Linked DNA regions of Mus musculus: regions 2, 3 and 4 are each linked to region 1. Evidence: chromatin contacts called from public HiChIP or PLAC-seq and promoter capture Hi-C data. All regions are on one chromosome and are shown on one strand. The core of a region is the stretch at or near the end of the contact, and the rest is flanking DNA. Distances in the headings are between cores, read along the strand shown.

Region 1 (2,700 bases), core at 15-2,514:
AACATATGATTATTTAATAATATAATTACTAATAGATTACTTATAAAATATATACATTACTGAGATTTCACATTGATAATGGGTTAGAGAAAATATCAACATTTCGATGATTTAAATGTCAGTTAATGGATAAATTGTGTACTATTTCATTCTGTTTTTCCTTGTATGTGAAAAGCATAGTCATTTTTCCCTTAGAGAAGGTCTCATATAGCCTATGTACCAACTCCCTATGTGCCATGAGGATCTTGAGCTCCTGTCTCTGCTTCTAGAATGCTAGGCTTCTGTGATGTCGGGGTTGGAACCATGATTTCATGTATGGTGGACAAGCACTCGACCTTGACTTGTATCCCAGCTCACTTTTCCATATGCAACAGATTTGTATATCGATAAACCTTTACTCAGATGTCCGTGGGGGAAATATTCTGCACACATAAAAATAGATTCCTTTTTATAAGAAAAAAAATCATTGAAATTCAAACTGGAACTCAGTATTTATTATGAGCCTTATTTTCATAATTATTCTAAAATCATACTTGTGAGAAACTTTGCTAACTGTAATCTTTCTGGCGCCTGATGAAAGGTTATTACTTGAAAATGGCTCCACAAAGAGGCAGACATTATGTAAATTGTTGTGGATCACGAAAGTGAATGTCTTCTCTTAGAAACTAAACATAATCTATATGTTTATGGGGAGCTAAGAATCTTTCTTCCAGGGACTTTTATTTTTACCACCTATGTACTCAATTCCTCATATAAATCAAAGGAATACAAACACCTCTGACCCTATATTTTGCCATTATTATTATTGTTTTGTTTGTTTTTCGACACAGGGTTTCTCTGTGTAGCCCTGGCTATCCTGGAACTCACTCTGTAGACCAGACTGGCTTCAAACTCAGAAATTTGCCTGCCTCTGCCTCCCAAGTGCTGGGATTAAAGGCGTGAGCCACCACCGCCTGCTTTTTTTTTTTTAAATGGTGCAATACTGCTACGTCATAGTACTCATATGTTCTCTACTTTAAACTTTAAGAATAAATTATTATTTTGTGACCACTGTTAGAAGAAACGCAGGTGGGAAGACCAGAGCAGCAGCTAGTACAAAGAAAAACTGCGATCTTGCAAAGCAGTCTGTGGGAAGAGCAGATTCCAGACTTCCTGGCTCAGTCTTCCTTGGGCCTAATTCCTGTGATCCAGACTAGGATCTTAGCCTTAGCGGTTGGGCTCGCAGCCGCAGGCCACGCCCACAGGAAAGACCCCGACCTACAGCTCCTGGCCTGGTGCTACCGCCACAGGCCCCTCCCCGCAGCTCCTGGCCCCGCCCTAAAGACTTAGGTCCCGCCCCTGACCCGGGTCTGGTTTTACCACTCCAGACCCTGCCTCACTGCCTCAGGCCCCGCCCCGTCGCCCCACTGTCAAGGCCTCGCCCCTCCGTCTTGGCCCCGCCCCGGCCGCCCGCCATATTGGTTCTTCTGCCCCAGTCGCTCCCTCTTGGAAGCGCTCTCGACGTTCCGGAGTCTCTGGCCTTCTTCCTGCCCTGGTTGCACCCAGGCGTGTTGGCGAGCCGCCCCCAGGACGTCCAGTGTGTGTCTGCAAGGTGAGCGGGGGTCATCCTTCCATTTGAGGTCCGGCCAGAGCTGGTTAAGAGCGCGCGTAGCCTGAGCTGAGCTGCTGGAGCGGAGGGCCGCCGGGGCGGCGGGCGAGCCAAATTGGCGCGGGTCAGTAGATTGCTGGGCAACAGGGGTAGTTAGCTTGTCCCCAAGTCTCCTGAAAATTCCTACGTCAGTAGGAAGAAAGACGGGTTTTCACATTCAAGCACGGGAAGAAGATCACACACCCAACCACTCGGGACATACACGCGCGCGCGCACACACAAACACATACACGCAGACCGACCGATCGGCCTTACTAGAGAGGAAGAGATATCCCTTCCAAAAACATCATCTCAGGAAAGAGATATACCCCAAATACTTGGGAATAGGATGGTGGAACGATGCTCACGGGACCAATGACATTACCTGGGTACACACTTACACATTAGTCTTTCCCCTAACCACACGGGGACACCCACATACTCGAGACCAAACCTTGCGCCACAGTGACTGACTAATGCTGGGGAAAGCAAGCTTGTGTTATTTGAGTTTGGCGACCTCTGACATACTACCCTTTGACCCACTCAGGTGAGAGAGCTTGGAAGATAAAGCCAGGGCAAAGACCTTGTAGGCGGTTGGGAACATCGTCAGATATCAGATCTTGGCCGAGGTTTCAAAATCGCGTTCCTTTCTTCCTTCCATCTTAGTGAAAAGACCAGAGGAGACTTTTAAGTACTGACCAAATGGTTGGTGAACGTATTATGGTTCTGTTTTGTTTTGTAAATGATGACACATCCCGTGATCATACTTCTTTTGAGGAATAACTTCTGCAAGTTTCCAAATTGGCACGTGACCAGTCTTTTCACAGCGTCCTCATAAAATCAACAGACTGAATTTGGTTTTTGTTTTGTTTTGCTGGTACAAGTTTTGTCTTTTTCCTTGCTAGCACCACTGCAATGGAAAATCCCTACACTGCCTGAAATCTCAACTAGAATTGAAGGAAACCCAGGGCTTTCAACTAAGGACTATTTACCTTTTTCTTTTCGTTCTTTTTCTTCCATTGCTGGAGCCCAAACCTAGGGTCTTGTGCTTGGCTAAGAAAGAGCTGTACCCC
Region 2 (2,700 bases), core at 145-2,644, 750 kb before region 1:
ATAAATGCTAAACATACAGGCATACAGCACTGTGCCCAGTGAGGGTTGTATACTTTCATTCTCTTGAACACATTTTGGGTAAATTCTCAATACACACTTATATTCTTTACTCCATATCTTTACATTTTCTTACCATTTTTTTTTTTTTCGGAGCAGAAGCAATTGGTTTCAAAATTGAACTTGTCAATGCTTTCTTTTATGGGGTATGACTTCAGTGGCACATTTAAGAAATACTCGCTAGCAAGATGGCGTGTTATATGCCTGTAATCCCAGTATTTGGGGGGGGGGCTGTCAGGGAGATCAGCAGTTCCAGGCTAATCTTGACTAAATAGAGCAACCCTGTGTCAAAAACAAGAACATTATTCTAATTCTTCCCACGAAAAACAGAATCATTTTCTCTTCTGTTCATTTCTACAACTTTTGTGATTTTATGTTTATGTCTGCAATGAATTTCTACATTTCCTTTATTCTTAAAAATGCTATATATGTGTATAGTGAAATATCACATTTAGGCCCATTTCCCCCTCCAAATTCCCCCTTATTCTCCTCAATTGATCTTCCTACTTCCATAATTTTTAAAATAACTTTCCAAGATCAGTTAGTGATGCCCACATGTATGGGTCTGGGTCATCCACTACAGTATGGGAAAGCTTCATGTGGCCACATCCTTAAAATGAATGAATCTCCCTCCTCCAGCAGCTATCCACTGCCACTAAGAAGTAGGGCCTAGAGCTCATGGACCCTATCTACAGTAGAATGTTGTCTGGCCTGCTCTTGTGCAGGCCCCATGCAGGTAAGCACAGCTGCTGTGAGCTCATGAATGACTCACCCTGTCACTCCCGGAGGGAAGTGTTTTGAGGCACTCCTCCCTGCCCTCTGGCTCTTACATTCTTTCTGCCTCCTCTTCCTTGTTGTTCTATGCTGGAGTTTATTCCTTATATGGTATGAGCTGTGAATTTAACATGAATTTTACATATATTGAATTTCCTGAAAAATATTAAGCTAATACATAGTATCAGTTTTTTTTTAAAGAATATCAACATAGTGTCAGCTCAATGTTATACCAAACCTAGAGCCTAAGCTTGAGCTCTAAGCCACTGTGTGGCGGCACACTTAGGAAACCATTCCTGGGCAGAATGAGCACATCTACCCAGACGTCTGGCTCCAGATTTCTACTCATGACATTAATACTCATGACATATGGCTGCTTGGGAAACATTTGGGAAGTTGAAAGTAGGGTTATGCACCCCTGGACTAAAGAACAATGCGGAAATGGAACTATGTGGAGGAATTAGGAGGAAGGAACTCTAAACCCGCCTGGCTGAAGTGTTGCTTACTTGGAGGAAGTAGAAATGCTGGCAGATAGGACTGGGTGCAACCAGTAGCACCAGAAGTTCTTCTTTGTCATGCTTCTGGGGGCAAGAAGGGCTGGCAAGTTCAGAAGCAGGGAGTGGCCTAGGCACAGGTCATGGATGTAGCGCTAGGGGGCAGTGTAGAGCAGAACTAGTTAGAGCAAAGGCTCTTTGGAGTCAGTTATTAAAAAGCCTTTCAGGAGTCGAGGTTGGCAGGAAAATGACATGAAAATGACCTTGGCCACTCTCCGAATTATAGCGGGTCAGGGAGGAAAGAACATTTATCATGGATACTGCTGGCTTGCATTTGTGTTTGGGAGGACATTAAGCCTGTCTCTGGTATCACAGATGATGTACAGGCTATGTCTTTTACACAGCAATGGCAGTTCCAATCTCCAGGAAGTAAAAAGTCTTTGGGAAGAAAACAAACAAAAGAAAAACATACAAACAAACCAACAAAACAAAATAAAACAAAACCCACAAAAAAACAGAACAAAACAAAACAATACATGCATACAAACACATCATACACAACACCAATTAAAGTTCCTTAGAAGAACAGATGTTAGTGGCCATAAACTCAGCCATTTCTCAATTTGGTTTTCCCCCCAAATATCCCCTTTTGATTTTCAGAGAAATAGTCAGCTCTCTGCCTCTGTTCCTTACATATAATTATGTCACATAATAACAATAACAATGGAAAATGCTGGTGCAAACACACAGTGAAATTAAGAGAAACAAAATCAGAGAGAAAATAAACTTTGCAAACAGCTCCAAGATATGTCTCTCAAACCAGATAGGAGACAGGGGTGAAGAACATCACAAACACAGCTGCCAGGTTCAAATCCCAGCTCCTATTTGCCAGTATGTCCATGATTTGGGGCATGTAGGTAGCAAAGCTTCCTACATTAAGCATGCATAATCTCAATCATCATGCCATCTGCTTCTGAGGGGAAGACGAGATATTTTGATTAGCCTCTAGCAGACAGTGAGCAGAGTAGAAATATAGTCATTATCCTATCCTCCAGGTTTACTACATTGACCTTGAACAATGGTTACATTCAGCAGTATCTCTATATCAAACTATCACATTACTATCGTGTGTGTGTGTGTGTGTGTGTGTGTGTGTGTGTGTACATATATATACATATATATATATTTTCCCCAAGATGGATGGAATATACCATGAATGCCAGGTTGGGTCCAAACCTTATGACTGCCCTAAAAGCCTAGAAAGTAGAGCTCAATCAAAGTCTTTCCACGCTGCCGCAAAGACTCTGGCCAAATATGAGAAACCTGAGGCCACCCAAAGGGAGCAGCAGCCCCATGCCTGCACCTGTGTTTAAAA
Region 3 (2,700 bases), core at 34-2,533, 630 kb before region 1:
TGATCAAACAATAACCATACAATCGCATTAGTAGTGTTTCCTCCTTCCTCTGTTTCACCCATAGAAACCATCAAATAAATGTAAGCATGGCCTATATAAGAACACTGGCTTTTCAATCTCCTTAAATATGTTTCACTGTAATTTCTGCTCTTCTAGAGATTCTTATGTGCCTAGTGAAATCACTGAAACTGAAGTAATAACAAAATTTGATAGTAGCATCACTTGGCTAGATGAATTGAAATTTCAAACGAGGAAAAGAGCATTAAAAGGTGGTTTCTGTTGTGTCTTTGTTGACTCATTTTAAAAAAAACTCATTTGTTTACTGTTCTACAGTGTGAGGGAAAAGAATGAAATGAATGCTAAAAGCATGCAGGACAATAAATGATATGGGAAAAATACAAGTCCAGCAAAGCCATCTATGTACTCCAGTACTCCTAAGCCGTGGCTCTTTTGATCTGCTTTCCAGAAGAGGAAATGGAGCTTATGGTCTTTTCTAGCAGGAAACTGAATATTATTAAAGCATGAAGCCCAAGATCCTTTGAGAATATAAATCCAGAAGTCCTGACCTCCGATTCTGTGGTTTTCGCAAAGAGCATCAGTGGGATAACTGGGCAGCAGTGGACTTGAGGACAACTAGTGTCAGCACTTATCTCCATAACACTGATCATCTGTTTCCTTATCTGTAAAACAAAGATGCTAGGTTATGACCTTTATGGTCGCATTGAAGGAAAGAAACAATAGCACTAAAACAATTAAGCACAAGCTGGTGTCGAGATTGTCACTAAGTCACCAAATATCTCTAGTAAATTCTACCAACTTAGAAATGAAGTGACAGCTCATGAAACTCTTAGGTTTGCCCTTTAATCTGAGAGAGGAAATAATATTTACCAGCAATCTGCTACTACAGCGGCGTTGTAGATAATGAAGACCTCCCCCCGCCCTTTGGCAGAATGAATGAAAACAGTCTGTATCAGAGAATTGATGATTCTCTCTTCTCCAAATCTACTCAAGATTCTGTGATGAAGGGACTCAGGTATTTACATTATTGAGTTTGGGTGTTGTTTGATAATGAAGACTCTGTCCTCCTGCCAGACAGAACCACTTCTATTATAGACCAGTCTAAATGTTAGTTAAGTTAAAGAAAACGCTAGATTGCGGTGGGGGGAGAAACAGGGGGCAAGCAGCAATACTGTCTATTTTTTCCTCTTCTACAGGAAGTCTCTGGCCGGAAGTCATATCACAGAGCATGCAGGTGCTTTGCAGGAAAGGACGCACCCACATTAAGCCCGGAAGGAACCCAAGGAAGCCGAGTTCTGCTTGTTTCTCTACCAATTGTATTCCACTCTCTACATTTCCAACCTAGAGCATTTGGCCATGTAGGCTATTCTTTGCAGCTGCATGCAATTAGTTGGGCTATGCTTTTGCTTTTTGCACTTTACCCAAAATTGCCTTGCCCTTTCTTCTCTTTGATGGGCTTTGATGGGCTTGAATTTCACTGGGACACAAGAGCAAACTGGCATTGAATCCCAGACCTGTTTCACTTATCCATTCATTTGTTGATGTAAAAGTTTGGAACACTAGTAGAGCAACTAGTAGAACACTTTCCTAGCATACATAGGGTCCTGGGTTTGATGCCCTAGAACTGAAAAAAACCTGCTCACACGTTGTTGTTGATTTATTTTCATTTCCATCATAGACGAAAAAGGAAAGTTAAGATGATGACTGCCATGGTATTTTTTAAGACAGGCTCTGGTGGTAGCTATAGCTTGTCAACCAAGTATTCGCTCCCTACTTAAGTTATTTCTTTGAGAAAGGGTCTCACTGTGTTGCTCTGGCTGGCTTGGAACTCACTGTGGAAACCAGTCTGGCCTCAAACTCACAGAGATCTGCCTGCCTCTGCCTCCTAAGTGCTAGGATTAAGGGTATGTGCATAAGTCATTTTTAATTGGGCAACATTACCATGTATCTCTAAGGTTATTTATTTGTTAAACTTAATACCCTTGAGAGTGAGAAATCAGAAAGTGGAAGGAGAATAAGAGAAGTCCTCTTTCGTTTAAGATCTTGTGGGCTAGGTCTGTTTCCTCTGCCTACTCTTTGTCTGAAGTTTTGAAAGATAACAAAAACCTTCAGTGGGGTAATATAAAAACCTTTACACAGGCTGCCCCTTCTCTTACACAATATGCATCGTCCTGAAGTCCTACAATGTGATTACAGTCCACATTAATGGCTCATAATGGACGTGTAGCCTGCTTGCAAAGCTCATACGAGTGCATCCTAAAATATGAGCATCATCTGTCTTGGAGGGAAATGCTTCACCCAAGACTGCTAGGATCTGAAAGCTTGGTGTGTAAGCATCTGAGCATCTTAGAAGTTAGAGCCCTCTCAAATTCTCCCTTAATGCTTGTTCAACAGTGCTAAATAACATTGATTGGGACTGAGAGCAGATAAATAACAGAAGACAGCTAAAAGGGCTTCATTTCCCAAAAGAGATTGCTCTCAGCTATGAGAGTGTAAAATGTCCTTCCCTTCCCTAAGTGAGCCATGAGGATGCCTGCTCAAGGGAAAATGGCTCCACCTGAGAGATTCTTTAAGAGCAATTGAGAAAAGGCTCTACACCGGGCTTTTCCTCAGCTGGACCCAGCTTGCCATCCTCTGGGTGGTACCTTTGGATGTTACATGTAAAGGGACTATGAACAAGAA
Region 4 (2,700 bases), core at 78-2,577, 680 kb before region 1:
ACAATTACCACTTTATTAAACTACCATAATCCTAAACTACATTCTAAACTTTATTTTTTGGTTTTTCGAGACAGGGTTTCTCTGTGTAGCCCTGGACGTCCTGGAACTCAGTCTGTAGACCAGGCTGGCCTTGAACTCAGAAATCTGACTGTCTCTGCCTCCCAAGTTCTGGGATTAAAGGCGTGTGCCACCACTGCCTGGCTTTACATTCTAAACTTTTGTCCTTATATCCAAAGACAAATGTAGTCATCACTTCTCACCAAGGAAACTTCTGTTTGCAACAGATGGTGACCACTATAGAAAACCATTACCAATAAAAAATGCAGTGTTGTAGAGCTCAGCTCCAGCTGATACATCTCTAACACACCTAAGTCTAAAGCTCATTTAGAACATTTCAAAAGTGGAGTTGGAAAGAATAAGGTGCATACACTAAGAGAGTTTGCTATGAGACTGTGTCTCTTGTAAGTACTATCAGAAGCTACAACCATAAAATCTTACCAGCATGACTGCTGAAACATGAGCTGAGCAAGGACAACAACAACAGACACGCCAAAGTGGATAGGAGAAAGCCTCTGAGGTCTCAGTCCTGCACAAAGAACTACAGGCAGCTAAGGAATTCTAACAGCACAAATAGTCTTCCCCTAGAGACGAGCATACCAGCCTGCTACCTAATACCAAATGATAAGCCTTGAGAAACTGCACACAAATATCATTGGACAGATTGACTGGAGAATGCATGAGTGTGAAAGAGAGAAAGGAGAGGATTTGGGGGGAGGAGAGGGAAAGGATAAATTATGTGACTATATTATAATCTCAAAAAATCTGTGCTATAGATCTTGAATGTTATCTGGTGTCATCCTCAATCATTGAATTGGTAGAAGTTAGTAATCTATTAATATAGTCCTTGATTTTCCTAATAGTCACAAGAATGGATATTAGGCTAAACACAGAGGTTAGAAATGATTGCTTATTAGGGAAGCTAAAGTCAAGTCGAAGCAATTTGCTTCTGGATGTGCAACATTCCAATTCTCCCCAATCAAAGTTCTGATCAGTTCCTTGACCTTGCACATTCTTTAGCCAAGTAGGTGTGGCTTTTTTTCTGGGAATTGCAGTTTATACTCAGACCCTTAGCATTGTGAGACTCCTCCGCCTTCTTCCTGGTTGCTCAGAGGGCTCCTCTGTGCTGACCTTCCCGCTGGGAGCACCTATGCAGCCAGTCTGAAAGCTCAGAATTCCAAAATAAGACAGGAAAGAAGAGTCTGGAGTGCTTCATGTCAAGCCATTTCCTCTCCCATCACCAGTGAAGAATGGCCCAGCGGTTCTCTTACAAAAGAAAGTGTGAACACCCTCCATGATAGGAAGTGGTTTACAATGCCCTATGGGTCTCTATGAGTCACCGAGTAAAAGATAATTTAAAATCCACCCAGTTTGGGAGTCTTAGTTTTTATAAAGCCAGCACTTTCCCTATTTCCCATTGGACATCTTTAGAGGTTGATAGTTCAATTCAGTATAAAGTGCTTGCCTAGCAAACACAAGACACTGATTTAATTCTCAGTACTGAGAAAACATCAACAGCATTGAAAAAAACACTACAAAAACAAGGGAATGAAAAGATTAAACATTTCAGTGAAGGATACTCTCTTAAGACACCTATGCTGCCTTTTCTTGTATTTTTAGGGAAAGGATTCTCTCTTTCTCCTCCCTCCCTCCTTCCTTCCCTCCCTCCCTCCCTCCCTCCCTCCCTCCCTCCCTCCCTCCTCCTCCTCCTCCTTCTTGTTCTTCTCTCTCTCTCTCTCTCTCTCTCTCTCTCTCTCTCTCTCTCCAGTTGTTCCGTCTACATTTCATCCAATTCATTCTCATTTTCTCCCTTGCAAGGGAGAATTAAAGGCTATCCCATGTCTGGGTTAGTCCCACAATATACATGAGCAGTTAGTTATGAACATGAAAGAGAATTCCTTCTGCTAGCCAGCAACCAGGAAGAAGATGGTTCCCTCTGTCTTGACTACATTTAAGGGAGAGCCTGGGTCAGCAGAAAACAGTTGCCTCTACCATTTCATTTTAGCTTCTTTCAGAATCTTCTTTTTCACAATGAAGAGAGGGCTAGGGATGCAGCCCAGATGATACAGTGCTTGCTTAGCATGGTTATAAGCTTGAGATTCCATCTTATGGTCCAAATAACTTGAGAATGCCTAGTGAGTCTGAGGCCAGCCTGGGATACAGGAGACCCTGTTTCAAAAACAAATAAAAAATATTGAAAAGATGCACAAAAAGTGGTACATCAGTGGTAAGACTTGATCTTCCAATCTTCTACAGATCATTGATTGTAGAGAATTCTGTGAAAAGGAGGGGCCGAGGAGGAAGTACTCTGATACAGAAATAATTTAGAAAGCTGTATTTTCTACAACATCAATTCATTGAGGGTTGTTGTTTTCCCATCTGGGAAGTACTGTTTAGATGATTAGTAAATAACTACAGAGATAGAATAATCTGACTTAAATACAACTCTTTCCATCATTTGGAAACAGGTTTACTTCTCTGTAAAAAAGCTGTAAAAATCCATGACCTAACCATGGAAACTTGGGTAATTCCATGTAAACTACCAGACTTCCACATTGCTTAGATTAAACACAATTAATGCACTGTTTAACATGACACAGTGATATTTTGGGGCAATTAGATAGACAGCAGTTTAGAATATTA

What was found. Promoter capture Hi-C pulls out the DNA fragments that hold promoters and counts their contacts. HiChIP or PLAC-seq counts read pairs in DNA pulled down with a chosen protein or histone mark.
Region 2: a contact with region 1 is called in an H3K4me3 HiChIP or PLAC-seq map of embryonic stem cells, with 6 times the contacts expected there. The contact joins the enhancer-like site here to the promoter of Rab9 in region 1. A contact is called at or near these places in 22 of 39 promoter capture datasets (the 3T3-L1 cell line, 3T3-L1-derived adipocytes, the C10 cell line and 13 more), 1 of 15 datasets of contacts at CTCF or cohesin (pro-B cells), 2 of 484 Hi-C or Micro-C datasets (cortical neurons and regulatory T cells), 15 of 115 datasets of contacts at active chromatin or transcription factors (the 230-238 cell line, acute myeloid leukemia, effector CD8 T cells and 10 more) and 3 of 9 other capture datasets (adipose tissue, liver and pancreatic islet).
Region 3: a promoter capture Hi-C map of pre-B cells shows a contact between it and region 1, with 4 times the contacts expected there. The contact joins the enhancer-like site here to the promoter of Rab9 in region 1. A contact is called at or near these places in 4 of 39 promoter capture datasets (the C10 cell line, the HPC-7 cell line and pre-B cells), 2 of 115 datasets of contacts at active chromatin or transcription factors (large pre-B cells and pro-B cells) and 2 of 9 other capture datasets (adipose tissue and liver).
Region 4: a contact with region 1 is called in a promoter capture Hi-C map of trophoblast stem cells, with 3 times the contacts expected there. The contact joins the enhancer-like site here to the promoter of Rab9 in region 1. A contact is called at or near these places in 3 of 39 promoter capture datasets (the 3T3-L1 cell line, the C10 cell line and trophoblast stem cells), 2 of 115 datasets of contacts at active chromatin or transcription factors (microglia and pro-B cells) and 1 of 9 other capture datasets (liver).

Annotation. Positions count from the first base shown.
Region 1 is chrX:166,478,431-166,481,130 of GRCm38.p6, reverse strand. Rab9 (RAB9, member RAS oncogene family) reads left to right here and starts at 1,264. Exons shown (of 3, transcript NM_019773.2): 1 at 1,264-1,591.
Region 2 is chrX:167,228,140-167,230,839 of GRCm38.p6, reverse strand. No RefSeq gene overlaps it. Among named protein-coding and RNA genes, the nearest start is that of Tmsb4x, 20 kb to the right of the region's middle. Within about 2 kb of position 1,394, at least 76 of the 459 cell types and tissues checked have an H3K27ac peak or open chromatin away from gene starts, as enhancers often do. A contact at or near this core is called in acute myeloid leukemia, adipose tissue, embryonic stem cells and 5 more, where this site is marked.
Region 3 is chrX:167,107,089-167,109,788 of GRCm38.p6, reverse strand. No RefSeq gene overlaps it. Among named protein-coding and RNA genes, the nearest start is that of Gm15232, 6.3 kb to the right of the region's middle. Within about 2 kb of position 1,283, at least 35 of the 459 cell types and tissues checked have an H3K27ac peak or open chromatin away from gene starts, as enhancers often do. A contact at or near this core is called in pre-B cells and pro-B cells, where this site is marked.
Region 4 is chrX:167,156,443-167,159,142 of GRCm38.p6, reverse strand. No RefSeq gene overlaps it. Among named protein-coding and RNA genes, the nearest start is that of Gm39549, 12 kb to the left of the region's middle. Within about 2 kb of position 1,327, at least 17 of the 459 cell types and tissues checked have an H3K27ac peak or open chromatin away from gene starts, as enhancers often do. A contact at or near this core is called in trophoblast stem cells, where this site is marked.